2 separate regions of the Xenopus laevis genome follow, and region 2 is linked to region 1. A link is a contact called in public Hi-C data. All regions are on one chromosome and are shown on one strand. The core of a region is the stretch at or near the end of the contact, and the rest is flanking DNA. Distances in the headings are between cores, read along the strand shown.

Region 1 (7,773 bases), core at 2,319-4,818:
GGCTAACATTGGTGCTCGGTAGGTTGTAGGAGGTCGAAGTTTTTTTTTAAAGAGACAGTACTTCGACTATCGAATGGTCGAATGGTCGAACGATTTTTAGTTCAAATCGTTCGATTCAAAGTCGAAGTCGTAGTAGAAGGTCAAAGTAGCCAATTCGATGGTCGAAGTAGCCAAAAAAAGCCTTCGAAATTCAAAGTTTTTTTCCTTCTAATCCTTCACTCGAGCTAACTAAATGTTCCCCCTAGTGTATGTATATACAGTATAGAATAATATAATAATGTTGATAATGTAATAAAAACATGGTTGCTACTGGTCTGATCACCCGCTCAATTAGCAGGTAATGTTTATTGATCTCCTGTTTAAAAGCAAACATCTTACTGGTTGCTATTGGTTGCTGCACTTGGGCAAACTTTGTGCCTTTATTACAAATAGGGTTAAAATTGGTGTGTGTATGTGTATATATATATATATATATATATATATATATATATATATATATATATATATATATATATATATATATATTATTCCAATGTTTCGGTCTTCTCAAGGAAGATTGAAACGTTGGAATAATAAATTAACTTTATCTCTTTTCACCATATTTTAAAGTCCTATGAGTGCCTTGCTTTACATGATATTCTATGACAAAAATTCTGGAAGTTTTATAAACCTGTTTCTTAACCTTTGGTCCCCAGATGTGGCTGAACTGCAACTCTCAGTATTCCTGAACCCATAAATAAGGGTTAACAGTTTTCCTGCAGGTACTATGCTTTCAGCAGATGAAGCAAAATACAGCCAGTGCCCCCTTTACCCAGTTTACAGTGTCACATAGTGCCCCCTTTTCCCAGTTTAAGGTTCCACTATGGGAAAAACACATGCCCAACAACTTTTCCAAGTTGCAACTAAACCAGCCACATCCTTGGAAGGATAAGAGTTCAAGTGTGTTGGTAGTTATAGCTGAACAGATGGAGAACCACATCCAGCTTCTTTTCTTTAATATTCACTTTATTATAACATCGCTGGGGTCATTTATGAAAGCAAGTGCTGCGTGTAATGTGCATTCTAAGATGCAATTCGCCATAGTTTGAGCAAAATGTTGCAATCTGTTTCAATTGTTCCCCATGCACCACAACATGTGTACACAACTGTGAGGGCATGTTGTGACATGCTGCCTGCAATGGGGCACAAACTGTCAGCAGCCCACAGTGTGAACCTTCCAGCTAGAAGTGTTAGTAGCTCCAGTGTTCCCCTGCATCACCTGGCACACTTGCATGGAACAGGAGCACTAGGAGTGCAACCATAGCAAAATGCATGGAGAGTCTTTGGATGAAGTACCTTGCACACTAATGAACAGTGTCAATGTCTGCAATGACTGTATATTTTTGTGCAACTGCAGTCATAATTAAGCCCTTGTGTTTTGGGTCAAGTGTGTTATAGTCCAACCAATTTGTTGTAGACCAAAAGTATTTATAGAGTGAAATTATTCAAATGTACAGTATATATGGGAAGAAAACAGTAATCTGCCAGTGCCCTGCTAAAGAACCATCTAAAGATTCACATTTCTCTACCACTATATTGATAATGCCAATAGTGACCTGAGTGCATTCATGTACAAACTTGCATTGCTGTCAGCCTGATTTTCCGCATTAGGGATCTTTACATTATTTGGATTAAAATACTGTCACGGTCGGCACCCTAAATTCAGAACCAATGCTAAGCACCCTGTTCTTGGCTCTTGCTTCCGCCTTTAACAGCCGCCTTTCACCTCGGGAGGAGCCCTCGGCTAATCGGATGCCGCCAGGTCTTATTTAAGAGAGGTGCCAAGCGAAGGGTTCTGAACGAGTAAAGGGGCACGATGGTAAGGCAAAGTCTTTTGGGCAGAAGGTCATAGTACAAGGCGTAGACAAAACAGGCCGGGTCGGGGCAGGCAGAGTACAAGCGGAGTCAGGCAAGCAAGGGTCAAACCAGGGGATCAATCAGATGGGTTACGGATACAGAATAGTCGATTACCAGGCAGGGTCAGGATTCCGGAAGTCAGGATTGTCAGAACAGGCAGGGGTCACAACAGGTATTCAGAAAACAGACAGGATATAAATCAGAAGCACCAGGAACTCGCTAGAAACGAACCTATAACGGGCAAAGATCTGCAGACAAAATGCTCCATTTATACCCCTTTAAAACTCGCACCACTGCACACTGACGTCACTCACCGCGCCGCATGCGCCCTAAGAACTGGCAGGCATGGAGGAAGAAGAGCCTCATGGCGGCAGCCCCACGAAGGGGGCATCAGGCGTCCCTGCTGACCCCTTCCCGCTAGACCACCAGGGTGAGTCGTTACAAATACCTTACGTTTGGTAAATGTAATTTAGGAAACTGGGTACCTCAAGCTCTGAACTACCCCAAATGGATTACATCAGATTTCGGTTAGACTTGTCTCAACTCCCAGCAACTCCCGATAGTGCATGTGTTACATGCGACTCTTCTACTCACAGGTGCACAGGCTGTACTGTTGGAGGAAAGGTTAACCACACTGTATCTCACCATACAAAAACTTTTAAAAAACGTTGGTGCAAACGGTTCTTAAACGCAAATTGATATTTTTTTATTAGACAGTTGTTACAACATCTCTTGGTGGTGCTGATTCAGATGGTACAACACTAAATCAATACATTCTTCCAGTACTTTCTCACATTAATTTTTATTCGCACAATCAGAGCTGTAGTGTTCACAACACCCCAGTGGTAATATTCACTGACTTGATATAACAATAGCCAACACTAGGCAAAGCCAGTGGTGTATTCTATTCCTGAGCCTGATCAGCCTTGTTACTGTAGGTCAGTGCTGTCCAACTTCTATGGTACAGAGGGAATTTGTCTGGCCTACATGGTGGAGGGTCGATAATGGAAGTCAGTGTTAGCCACTCCCTGTTTTTAAAACCACACCCATGTTACCACAAGACCATGTCCACATTAATTGTGGTAGCACACCAAAAAACCAAATGGTTGGTGCTCACTGCAGGGATATCACTTATCACTCATATGTGAAAAATGTAAGTCAAATTAAGACATACCCTTAAATCCATATGCCTCATCCTCCCCTGTGAATAACACCTAACAACGCTGATTCCCAACAACTGACTCTTCGCTAAACCTGTTGCTCAGGCTAAAGAGTCAGGTGATCCCTGATCCTAAAAAGCCTTCCATGGAATTGGATTGGCTTACGACCAAATGGTAATCAACCCTTGTCTGACTGGACAGCAGCCCTAACACACACATACAGGGAGCATATGAAAGGCAGAGTATGGCACATACAAGGAGAATAGGGCAGGCAGAATATGGCACACACAGGGAACATAGGGAAAGCAGAGTATGGCACACACAGGAAACATAGGGCAGGCAGAGTATGGCACCGCAGGGAGCATAGGGAAGGCAGAACAGAGCAGGAGACAGGGAAACCTATCAGCACCACTCTAAGATGTACTACATACAGTGACTCAGTGCTGGTGCCCCTTCAGCAGTTTTGTATGAGTGTGAACAGATAAGCAATGTGGGCTGTTTCAGTCTGGGATTTAGGTGTGAACAGTAGGGTATGAACAATAGAGATGTTTCAAGTGTGAACAATGCAGGGGGGATTGTATGTGTGTGAACAATACAGGGGATTAGTGATGGGCGAATTTGCGCCGTTTCGCTCTGCCGAAAAATTCGCGAAACGGCGCCGGCGTCTCGTTTTTGACGCCGGCGCCCGTTTTTTCGACGCCGGCGCCCGTTTTTGACGCTGGCGTCCGTTTTTCGAAAAAAAAATTTTTGACGCCGGCGAATTTTCGCGGGCGTTTCGCGAATTTATTCGCTGGACGCGAATCGCGCAAATTCGCCGTGAATTCGCGCCTGGCGAATAAATTCGCCCATCACTACAGGGGATTACAGTCTGAATTTAAGGTTTAAACAAAGCAGGGGACAGTTATTCTCTGTAGTGATACCTTTAAAAGGTTACACAAGGTAAGCAGACACAGTAGGCAGACTTTTATGTGGAGGGGCCAAACAAGGGGGGGTTGCGGGCTACTGCTGTAGGGTATTGACGCTTACCTGCCTTCTTGTTGCAGCATCTTGCTGTTTTACTAACTACACAGATAGTCTATACCCTCAGCACACCATTTCTTCCAGCAAGTGTGGCCCAAAAGATAAAGAACTGTGGTGCCTTCCCCTTTTATAAACTAGCAAACCCTGCCACCGTCTGGCCCTGAACTTCCATGGGTCATGCTCCCCCTCCAAATTGAAACACACGGCCCAATCTTTAGCAAAATATTTGCATCAGAAAAAAAAACTGCTGGGCAATGCACATTCAAAGAAAACCGAGGGGAAACGAACCCACTTAGGGGCAAATTCACTAAGCAGCGAAAATGCGCTAGCGACGCCTTCGCCGCACTTTGCCAGACGAATTTTTGCCAGGGTGCCGCTAATTCACTAAAATCCAAAATTGCGATCAGGGAGGCGAACGGTAGCGAATTTGCGCAAGCGTTAATTCCTCAAGCAAAGCGAAGTTACGCTAGCGATGCCTAATTTGCATACGGCGCCAAGTTAAAGTTGAATGGACGTATACGTAGCAGCAAAAACATTACACTACACAAGCCTGGGAAAGCTTCATAAAATAAAATAGAGTTGTTATTTTGCCCTACACATGTGCCCACTGTATAGTTTAGGTGCCATATGTTAGGAAATATAGGGGGGAAGGAGGGTACCCCCAAAAAAATTTACGATCTTTTTCAGCCTATCACCCTTAAAAAAGGAAAAAACGCCAGCGTTTTTTGGGACTTAGAAAAATTTTCAACTATTTTTGAAGCAATCCCTATCTACTCTATTGAACTTCACCTGGTCTGAGGTGGCGAAGGCAAGTCTGGCACAAGAGGTAACGTTCAGTAAAATGTGCAAGTTAGTGAATTAGTGTAGTTATGTCCCATTCGACATAGCGCAACTTCGCCTGGCATAAGGGTGCGAAGTAGCACTAGAGTAGGTTTACTTCGCTAGCGAATTTACGCCAGCGCCCGTTAGTGAATTGGCGAAGTTACGAAATGACATCACGCTGGCGAATTTGCGCCAGCGTTAGTCACTTTGCCCTTTAGTGAATCTGCCCCTTAAAGTTTGCATCCATTGATCTACCTACAAATAAACTATTCCAATTTCCTAAGTCCTATTTTATATGAGAAAGATTTTGATTATATAGTCCTGTAGAGAGTCATAAAGTCATCTGTCCCCTGTTTATCTTCCTGTGTAAGAACTGAACCCATTGCATTCTACAGAACGTTTCTGTTATCCTTGTATCCTGTGCATTTTCTCTTTTTTCAGATGGGCTTCCCCCATAGTTATATAAACTCGTCGTCTTTCTGAAGCAAACACACAATTTATACTAGTGCAGGGCAATAGTACATTATATTTTTATTATTATTGGAACCACTTTCATTTTATGGTTTAATATTGATAATAGGATAAAGCTTTTTGATAAATGGCAATCCTATGTTTATGTATAATGTACTTTTTATGTAAAAGTTAATAGGACTCATGCATTAAAGCCATTCATGAAATATTCTGTGTCCATGGATGCAGGTTACATCAGTAGCAACTTCTGGCTAACGAATTGTGCATTAATGCTGCACACATTAGCACTATGGAAGTGACACCATCCTCACTCTGCAAATGTTAGCCATAACTTAAGCTTAATTCATAGAAATGTACAATGACACCATAAATTTTAAGGAAAAAACAGTGTCATGTTGGACAAACAAATGAGCTTGAATATGTTGCACCCTGCTTACTATTTGTTCTTCTTTTGTTGTTTCCCTGCTAAAATCATTGGAAAAAACATTCATGCAAAGTCTAGAGACATTTTATCATGTATTTATACATTGCTGACATATTCTTTTACACTGTTCACATCAGTCCCTGCCACATTGAAGTTTAAAATCTAAGGTCCACATCCCATTCACACATATTCACTGTATCAGGAGCTAGTTAACCCACTCAGGTCCTGGCTGCAATCAAACCTAGACCCGCAGTATTGAAATGATCCAGCGCTACTGAAAACAGACAATTTAGGCTCATATAAATAACCTACATTAGCTTAGAGCAGAACATAGATATAGTATATTCTTTTAAGGTCATAATCCAAACTGAAGTCTATGGTAGAGGAATGCTAAAAAGACAGGCCTAGCTATTGTGTTTACAAACAGCTGGATTATTGCCAAGAAAGCAGTTTAGAGGTCCCAATGGAAATAGTAAAATGCCGGAACAGAAAGATAAGCAATAAGAAACAAAGCTGAAATCTCTCAGTAAATCTTGCTTTTGGTTAATGGTCTCAGTGACCCCAACAACCACGTGGAATTTTCACTTGCCTGCTTGAAAAAGGCAGGACAGGAAGACAAATATTAAAAAATATATACAAATGGTTACTCATTTATAAGATATTCATTCAGATACATGTGTTTATCTTGCATGTGAGACTAATGTTCTAGCAATAAAGCTTTTTCAGTCCCATATGCAAGGGTGTAACTACAGAGGAAGCAGACCCTGTGGCTGCAGGGGGGCCCAGGAGGTATAGGGGCCCCATGAGGCCCTTATGAGCAATTTCAACATTTATTGGTAAAACAGGACAATCTCTGGATATGTTGGGGGCCCTAAAATGAATTTGCTGTGGGGCCCAGTAACATCTAGTTTCATCTGTAACTTCCATAACAACATCACCTTAGTAGCTGTTCTTGCAATATATCAGTAGCCCAACAATAAGCCTTTTCTCAGAATAACTGAGAGTTTTTTGGCCATGGTAGGCAAAATTGGGTCTACCCAGTATTTCTATGCATAACCTTAGGCACACTGTTATGGAAACAGTTTAATTAACATGAGTGCATAAGAAATGGGTTCTGTTAAAACAGAAGAATTAATCTGTAGTTTAAGCTTTTAAAGGAGAAGGAAAGCTACGGAGGCATTTTATTGCCAATAGATTAGCTGCAATAGTGCAAGCTAGAATGCTATATTTATTCTGTAGAATGTTTTACCATACCTGAGTAAAAAGCTCTAGAAACTCTCTGTTTGTTTAGGATAGGAGCTGCAGTATTAATGTGGTGTGACATCACTTCCTGCCTGAGTCTCTCCCTGCTCTGGGCTCAGATTACAGTAGAGAAGGGAGGGGGCGGGGGAAGAGGAGCAAACTGAGCATGCTCTTGCCCAGGGCAATGAGGTTTAAGATGAAGGCAGGAAGTCTGATACAGAAGCCCATGTGTATACAATAGAAGGAAAGAAATGCAGTGTTTCTTTTGACAGGGGAGCAACACTACTTTGGGGGTTACTGGTTTGCTTATATAGACCTTTCTGATAAGACTTACTTAGTTTTAACCTTTCCTTCTCCTTTAAGTCACATATTTATACCTGCTCTTTTTTCCTTTCTTTTACTGGTTCTTTTGATTTTTAGCATTTCCTTTTCCATTTACTTCCTTCTTCACATTTTTATTGTCATTGATATTCTTACATTTTCTGGTCCTTCCCTCACTAGTAGGCAGCTCAACGTCATCTTCATCCCAGCTCTCTGTCTCTACTGCTTCATCATTTTCTCTTCTTGTTCTTTTCATGTTTTTTTCCTGATTATTTTCTTTCTCCCTGGTATGGAAATATCCTCCTCCTCATCATCACTTTCACTCTCCTCGGTTTCATTTGTCTTCCTCTGACTGTTTGCAGTGCATCTGGTACTTTGATCTGTAGAAATAAGAGGGTGCTTTGCCTCCAAAAACAC
Region 2 (7,773 bases), core at 1,444-3,943, 180 kb before region 1:
GACCAAATGAAGTTGTTAGAGAGAGTAGTTTAGAGGTGGCAGGAGAAGCAGAGTTGTCAATGGGAATGTTGAAGTCACCTAAAATGAGAGCAGGTGTCTTGCTGGAGAGAAAGCATGGAAGCCAAGCAGCAAAGTGATCCAAGAAAGTAGAGTAGGGACCAGGGGGCAATATATAACAGCAACACGCTTTACAGGAATGAATAAAAAGTGTGTCAGTTTTTCTGGTATGAGCTCTAAGGGGCCCATTTACTAACAATCAAATTGCAATTTTTTTCCACAAATCACGAAAAAATGTGTGATTTTCCTGGTTTTGTAAAAAGTTTTAAAAATTCAAGATTTATTTGAAAAAAACACAAAAAGTTGTCGAGATGCTGTAAAAGTCAATGGGAGGAGCACTAATCCTATTGGACCATATTTAAACCAATCAACATTTTAGAGGTTTTTGGTCCAGTTGTACAAAAAAACTCGAATTTTTAGAGCTTTTTCATGGTGTTTGGATTTTAATATTTTAATATTTTTAATAACAGTCATGGTTTTAGGGTTTGTGAGTTAAATTGTGGTTTCAAAAACCTCTAAAACCACTAAAATCCGACCTTTAAAAAATAAGCCTCCACTCCTCTACATTTTGATAAATCTGCCCCTTGGTGATCTGCAACCAAAGTGTGTGAATAAATTGATGTTAACACAATTACAGAGACAATGTCATTCAAGGAAAATATTATGCTACATATAGTACTAGGAATGAAGAAGAGATGTACAATGCAAGTAACTACAGGGATAGTGTATAAAACTGGCAAAAACTGGTCATAGAGCTCTGTGATGAGCGCTAATCTCACATTTCAATAGATCTGCCCCTAAATATCCCTAGGCACTTTCGCATTGTTGGGTGTATCATGCTTAAACTGCACAACAAACTGCTTATTGAGCAATGTGACTTCTTTTCTTACTCAATATTGCAACTTGTTTGAGTAATTTATGTTCCTCACAAACAATGAAACAGGTCTTTCAAGGAAATAAATTATCAAATGTTACTTTGTATTTTCAGATTTACTTGTAAAACATGAAACGTTTCAATATGTTATTAAAATCAGCACAATTTTAATAATATATGCTAGTGTGCATGACTGATGTAGTTTTCTTTAAATGCATCTTTTGCTAATCACCTGTCTTAAAATGTATTACTGGCCAATCACATGTTTGGCTGCTATGTGTATGTGACCACAAAGGGTATTACACCCAATGCATAGCGATTGTGCAAGTGTGTAGTGCAGGAATCCTGCTCCAGAGCTCTGTTGTTAAACCACCTGTTATGACACCAATATGCAAAGTGAATTGCAAAGAACAAAGAAAAGATTGTCTGCATAGCCCCAACCACAGCACTGTGCACACAGCTTTAAAACGTGTAGACAAAAAAAAGCTTTTCGTGCTTATAGCCTATACAAATAATGGGAAATATTGATTTGTATTCACAGATGAATATAATTATAAAAAAAAGTATAATCATTCATAAAAAAAATCAACCCTATTTATACCGGTATTTTATGTAAACATATTAACAATAAAATATATTCAGGCAATTGGACAAAAATAGGTTTCCAACTACATCACCCGAAAATGCTTTTAAACGCAATACTCTTCCACTTCCAACTATGAGAATAGGTTGCGCTCACGGTGTCATTCAGAACTCAGACCTGTCCTACTTTCCCTGGACTAATTCTTTTGATTGTTACAACAAAATTCTTTACAAATAAAAAAAATTACACTACTTAAATGTAAGTGATTACCTCCAGCCCATCTAATTTATGATCAAACGTATGTGATCCAGCTAAATGGAACATTTTGATTGTGTAGAGCACACAACCTTGAGTAGAGATCCAATGGGCAGCCCAGAACTGATTATGCCACACTTAAGTTTAGTAGGCCAGCCAAACACAAGCTAAATTGTCAGATTTATGTTTCAGGTTTTAATGGTAAATAATAACTTAACACATAGCAACATGTTGCATAGGAACACAATTTTTATACCTTTAGTAAAACTAAAAATGTGTGTCCAAATGGTCAGATATTCTGAAGAGCTTAACCATTTCGCCAGATTTAGTTGTCAACAAATCAACCAATCAGTCAGAATTGACACATGCAACAGACAGGTACACAAAGGGCAATACAAAATAGAATGGATTATTGATGTATGTTTTTGTTTAAAGTAAAATTAGGGTGCAGAAGGGAATGTATTTCTGATCTGATATATATCCCTGGTCAACAATAGAGACAGTTGATGCTTACTACTTCGCCAATGAGAAAAGCTCCAGAGTATTTTGGAGCTTTTTCTAAATAGGCAATAAGCTTTAGAGTACATGATACTAGGAATTCCACTTGCACTTTCCCCTTGACTAAAAATTTTTGTCACACAGTTCAGTAATACCATTCAGTAATGTGTTTATGTAATTCTATTTAAATAAAAAAATAGATAACAAGACATAACACATACTTGTCACTTAGTTGTGAAAAACGTAGTTTCTAGCACTACATAGTGTATCTGTATGTCATATAATTTAAAGTACATTTAAGAAGTTAATGAAGTTCATTAATGAATGGCTCAGGTGGACAATTAATTGTAAGAACAATGCAATCATCAGAACATACCTTTTATCCAACAGATATCTGCTTGCTGAATAGCTGAGCAATAGAAGAACAACTTGGAAGATCAAAGAACGCTGAGTTTTATAATTACAGAGGGCCACACCTATTAAATGAAAAAAACTGCTGCTCCATTTAACTGACAAATCATTTGCCATAACCAAATTAAAGGAATACCGACACCAGAAATCTTTTGTTTAGATCTATCATAGCACGGTCTGTGCATGCTATTCAAAATTTTGCCATAAATGTATTTACCCGATGCTTTTGAACTACTATCTGATCCCCCATTTTTCCCTATGAGGGGGCTGCCATATTTGTGCCACAAAAGTCATTAAAGGGGTTGTTCACCTTCAAACAACTAGTTGTTATCAGATAGATCACCAGAAATAACGACTTTTTCCAATGACTTTCTATTTTCTATGTGTCACGGTTTTTCTAATATTGAAGTATAAAGTGTCATTTCTCTCCTTCTGAAGCAGCTCTGGGAGGGGGGGTCGCCGATCCTGTAAACTGTTCTAAATTGATACATTTAGTTGATACATTTCTTATCTTTGTCCCTGCTGAGCAGAATCTCTGGGTTTCATTACAGGCAGCTGTTAGAATTGATACAATTGTTGCTAATACTCCAGAGATGCTGCTGAGAAATGTATCAACTAAATGTTGCAAAATTGTAACAGTTCAGAATCTGCACCTGAATTACTGAGCTGTCAGACTCAAACACCAGAGACAGGAACATTCAACTTTAAACTTAGATTTTGGAAAAAACGTAAAAAATAAATAATGGAAAGTAATTGGAAAAAGTCATTATTTCTAGGGAACAATCTAAAAACAACTAAATTGAAAAAAGTGTTTGGAAGGTGAACAACCCCTTTAAGAGGAGAAGGGACACATTTAAGTATCAATTACTTACAAAAGCAGAACTATCAACATGACCTATAGGTAACTTTTTATGTACATTAATATTTTGAAGAATATTTTTCAGTATCAGTATATTTTTAGGGTGCGCAGCATAGCATCACTCTGCAGTAATGTAGGTGCCTGTGGATGATGTTATCAATGTTATGATTATTTATTATGAATGCATGATGTTATAAATAACCCCATTTTACCATGGTTGTACTTCTCTATATTAGCACACAAAATAACTTTCCTTCCACACAGGGTGTAGTTGTACTATTTTAGGAAGCACAGCAGAGATAAACAAACTGCTTGGTGATTGATTAGTTTAACCATTATCCAAACACAAATATTTCAGGTATCAACTGATGACTGACTAATCTAAAGTTGAGTATAAAGTCTATGTGTTATCAAATTATCTAAACTTGTGTACAAACTATACATATTTGGCATTTGAAATTTTAAACAATCCTGGAAGACTAATACATTCTAATACACTAGTGGGTAATAGGCTAAAGTAATACTGTCTGTACCAGTGGTGCGAGGAGGTTTCCATTAAACTCAATGCCAGGCAGCACAGGCAACTAGGGATGGGCGAATTTTTTCGCCTTGTTTTGCCGCAAAAATTATGCCCATAGACTTGTATGGTGTCGTGTGTCAAAAAAAAAAAATTGCAGTGCGACAAAATTTTTTGACACCCATAGACTTTAATGGGCATCGGCGACATTTCGCGAAATGAAACGGGTCAAATTCGCCCATCCCTACAGGCAACTTTAAATTCTACGGAGGACCATTTATCAAAGGTCAAATTTTAGTGGTTTTAGAGGTGTTTGAAACCACAATCAAACTCATTTTCTATAAAACCACAAATGGCATAAAATTTTAATAAATATGAATACCTTGAAAACCTAGTTTTTCAGACAATTACTAGTAAAATCTGAAAACCTCTAAAGGTCTGAAGTTAGAGTTTATTCATGGTTTTTAGGGGCAGATTTATCAAGGGTCGAATTTCGAAGTGCAAAATACTTCTAAATTCGACCATCGAATTAAAATATTTCGAATTTTGAAGTCTAAGGGGCTGATTCACTAAATTCGAGTGAAGGATTCGAAGTAAAAAAACTTCGAATTTTGAAGGTTTTTTTGGGCTACTTCGACCATCGAATGGGCTACTTCGACTACGACTTCGAATCGAAGGATTTGAAGTAAAAATCGTTCGACTATTCGACCATTCGATAGTTCGGCAGATAAAAGCTATCGAAGTCAATGTTAGCCTATGGGGAAGGTCCCCATAGGCTTGCCTACATTTTTTTGATCGAAGGATATTCCTTCGGTCATTGGATTAAAATCCTTTGAATCGTTCGATTCGAAGGATTTAATAGTTCGATCGAAGGAATAATCCTTTGATCGTTCGATCGAATTTTCTGCGCTAAATCCTTTGACTTCGATATTCGAAGTCAAAGGATTTAAATTCCTAGTCGAATATCGAGGGTTAATTAACCATCGATATTCGACCCATAGTGAATCAGCCCCTTCGTATTTTTCACCGAATTTGGCAATCGATTGTAACAATTTCCGTGTTCGATCGAAGGATTTTCCTTCAACCTCTAAAGACTTAGAAAAATGTTGTAGAAGGTCCCCATAGGCTAACATAGCACTTCGACAGGTTTAATTTGGCGAAGTATTGAAGTCAAAGTTTTTTTAAAGAGACAGTACTTCGATTATCGAATGGTCGAATATTTGAACAATTTTTTAAATTCAAAGTCGTAGTTTCCTATTCGATGGTCGAAGTATCCAAAAAATAACTTTGAATTTCGAATTTTTTTTACTTCGAAAATTCCCTCACATTAACTTTGACCCTTGATAAATCTGGCCCTTAATAAATCTAGACTTTTTTGAGTTTTCAAGAAATATAGAGAAACTGCAATTTAAAAAAAAAAAAATGTTAGTTAAAAGGCCCCTTAGTCTGACATTGAGGGGGCGTTTATTAAAAGTTGTTTTTTTCTCATTTTTATTTTTAAAAAAATAGACAAAAAAATGGCCTCAATTTACTAAAAAAATCTGAACAAAAAAAGTGTATCATGTGACTTTTTCAAATTGTCTCTTGAAAATCACAACTTATTTTGGATTGTCACACAAAAACCAGCATCAAAATGCTGAAACCCTTGAAGAACTTGTAGGCAAGAAACATCATCCAATTGTAAATGAGACATCTGCCATTTCCTCATGACTTCTACATGATTTTAGCTAAAATAATTTTGGATTTGGATTTGTCACATAATAAATCCCAAAAAAATCCTACTTTTATTGTAACCTTTTCTGATGTTTTGAGACAAAAAGCCTGACCAAAAAAATGCGACCTTTAATATAAGTGAAAGGCTGAGTATGGGAGGCTGAGACCATGGGTCAGACAGAAAAAACTATAGAGCTTTAAAAGAATTGCTATGTCTGCTCCTTTATCAGTGACTTGAATGAAACATACTAGGTGTTGATTGTCTGCTGGATACTGGGCTGGGTAGTTTGCATTCCAAGTAGATGCTTTTTGGGTTGTCTGAGGCTGATAATGAAAGAGATGAGGAATTCTAAGAGTAGGTAAGGACAGGAAAAAGGGTGGAAGCAAAAAGACATGCCAGAACAAATGTTTACAGCAAGAGGTGACATAATATCTACAAAACACAGGGAAACAGGTGTGACAATTAAAAATAAAAAATGAGGAATTCTGAAAAAGGCATGATAAATTGCAACTATAAAAGAATTTTGTCAAACCCTTAAATTGTTGTCATTTTATACATACCATATGTCAGGACATTATGTTCTTTTATTTTTGTGCTTTGATTAAAGAAAACAACACACTGGGATTCTTTCAATAAGTTCAATGAGTTGTGTTACCTTTATTGTTCGCTATTGCACAATGTCATGACTATTCACCATTGTCTACTTGTGTCATCTGCTGTTCCTGGAATACACAGTCATTTATTACTCCAGTTCATACTAGGTATGAAATTAGATACTGAGGGACTTGTCCTCCCATCTAATAAATATTTACAATTTAGTTTCTCTAGTTAAATTGAAGTATTGTTCACTTTATTTTTCATAAGCTTTCTAAGCCTAAAGGTTTACTTCTAGTCACCAATAGTTGCCCACAAAGGGTGGGGGATTGTAATTTTTATCTATGTAAGCATATAATATTATGGCTTCCATTATACATGAATGCTTGGGACCTGGGGCTTTCAAGATAAGGGTAAGGGCACATGCTAAAATTCGGATTTGCTTCACCATAGGACCTACACATAGGATATACATGTAACAACCACATCTCCTGCTGCAGTATCACTAATAAAAGGTGCCAGTCAATTTAGAGACAACACCCTTATACTCTGGCTCCAGTTGTCTATGCCAGGACACAGCTTAAACAACCCTCTCTCTGATTAGGGATGCTTGAATAATTTTCTGCCATCTTTGGCCAATCGGTTGAAAACGTCAACTCCATTTATCCAGATAAATCTGGTATTGTTTCCAATTATTAAAAGGTGTGTCTCTAGTATTACTCATTATGAATTAATTATATTCAGTTGTCTATAAAATGTTGGCATTGCAAAGAAATACATATTTATGATATTTGCATCAGTTCCACAAGCACTAAAGATAAGTGAGAAATGATGGGTAATTTATAGAATAAGCAGCATACGGAGAAAAAGCTTTATGGCTAAATGTGGCCATACATCAACTAGTTAGCCTGCAGGCCAAACAGACAGATATAATTGGTGCAGCAATATACATGTATGGCCACTTTACTATTGTTCCATTCCTTTGGGCAGACTATAAGGATTCATTTTAGAAGTTCATGCATATGGAATGCATTGCATGTAATATGAGACTTAGCTGCATTACGTTCAATTTTAGGGACTGTGTGATAGTAGCTTGTCTGGAAGAGCAATGCACAGACCTGGATTTGTGAAAAAGCCACAAACCCAGGCCTAGGGCAGCAAAATTTTAGGGGTGACATGCCACCCAGTCGCATCTGCTCCCTAACTGTTCATACTAAAGGGACAGGAGGTTTAGACACAATTCAAAAGGAGACAGGCAGACACTGACCATCTTAGGGGTGCCACAGATACAATTCTAGCACTGTTAATGCAATGATCACCACCCTGGATCTCAGGTCCCTGTCCCATTTAACTTTGATGCAGTGTTAACCCGCAGTTGAGTCTTGACTCTTGTTCATTGCACAAATATACA

Evidence for each region. Hi-C and Micro-C count contacts between places; a contact is called where the count stands out from the background.
Region 2: a contact with region 1 is called in a Hi-C map of the XL177 cell line, with 3 times the contacts expected there. The contact joins the promoter of anxa1.3.S here to the enhancer-like site in region 1. A contact is called at or near these places in 2 of 4 Hi-C or Micro-C datasets (the XL177 cell line and the XTC cell line).

The regions. Positions count from the first base shown.
Region 1 is chr1S:120,725,311-120,733,083 of Xenopus_laevis_v10.1, reverse strand. No RefSeq gene overlaps it. Among protein-coding and RNA genes, the nearest start is that of aldh1a1.S, 43 kb to the left of the region's middle. Within about 2 kb of position 3,568, at least 1 of the 7 cell types and tissues checked has an H3K27ac peak or open chromatin away from gene starts, as enhancers often do.
Region 2 is chr1S:120,902,046-120,909,818 of Xenopus_laevis_v10.1, reverse strand. It overlaps anxa1.3.S (annexin A1 gene 3 S homeolog), which reads right to left and starts at 2,693. Exons shown (of 13, transcript NM_001093817.2): 1 at 2,644-2,693.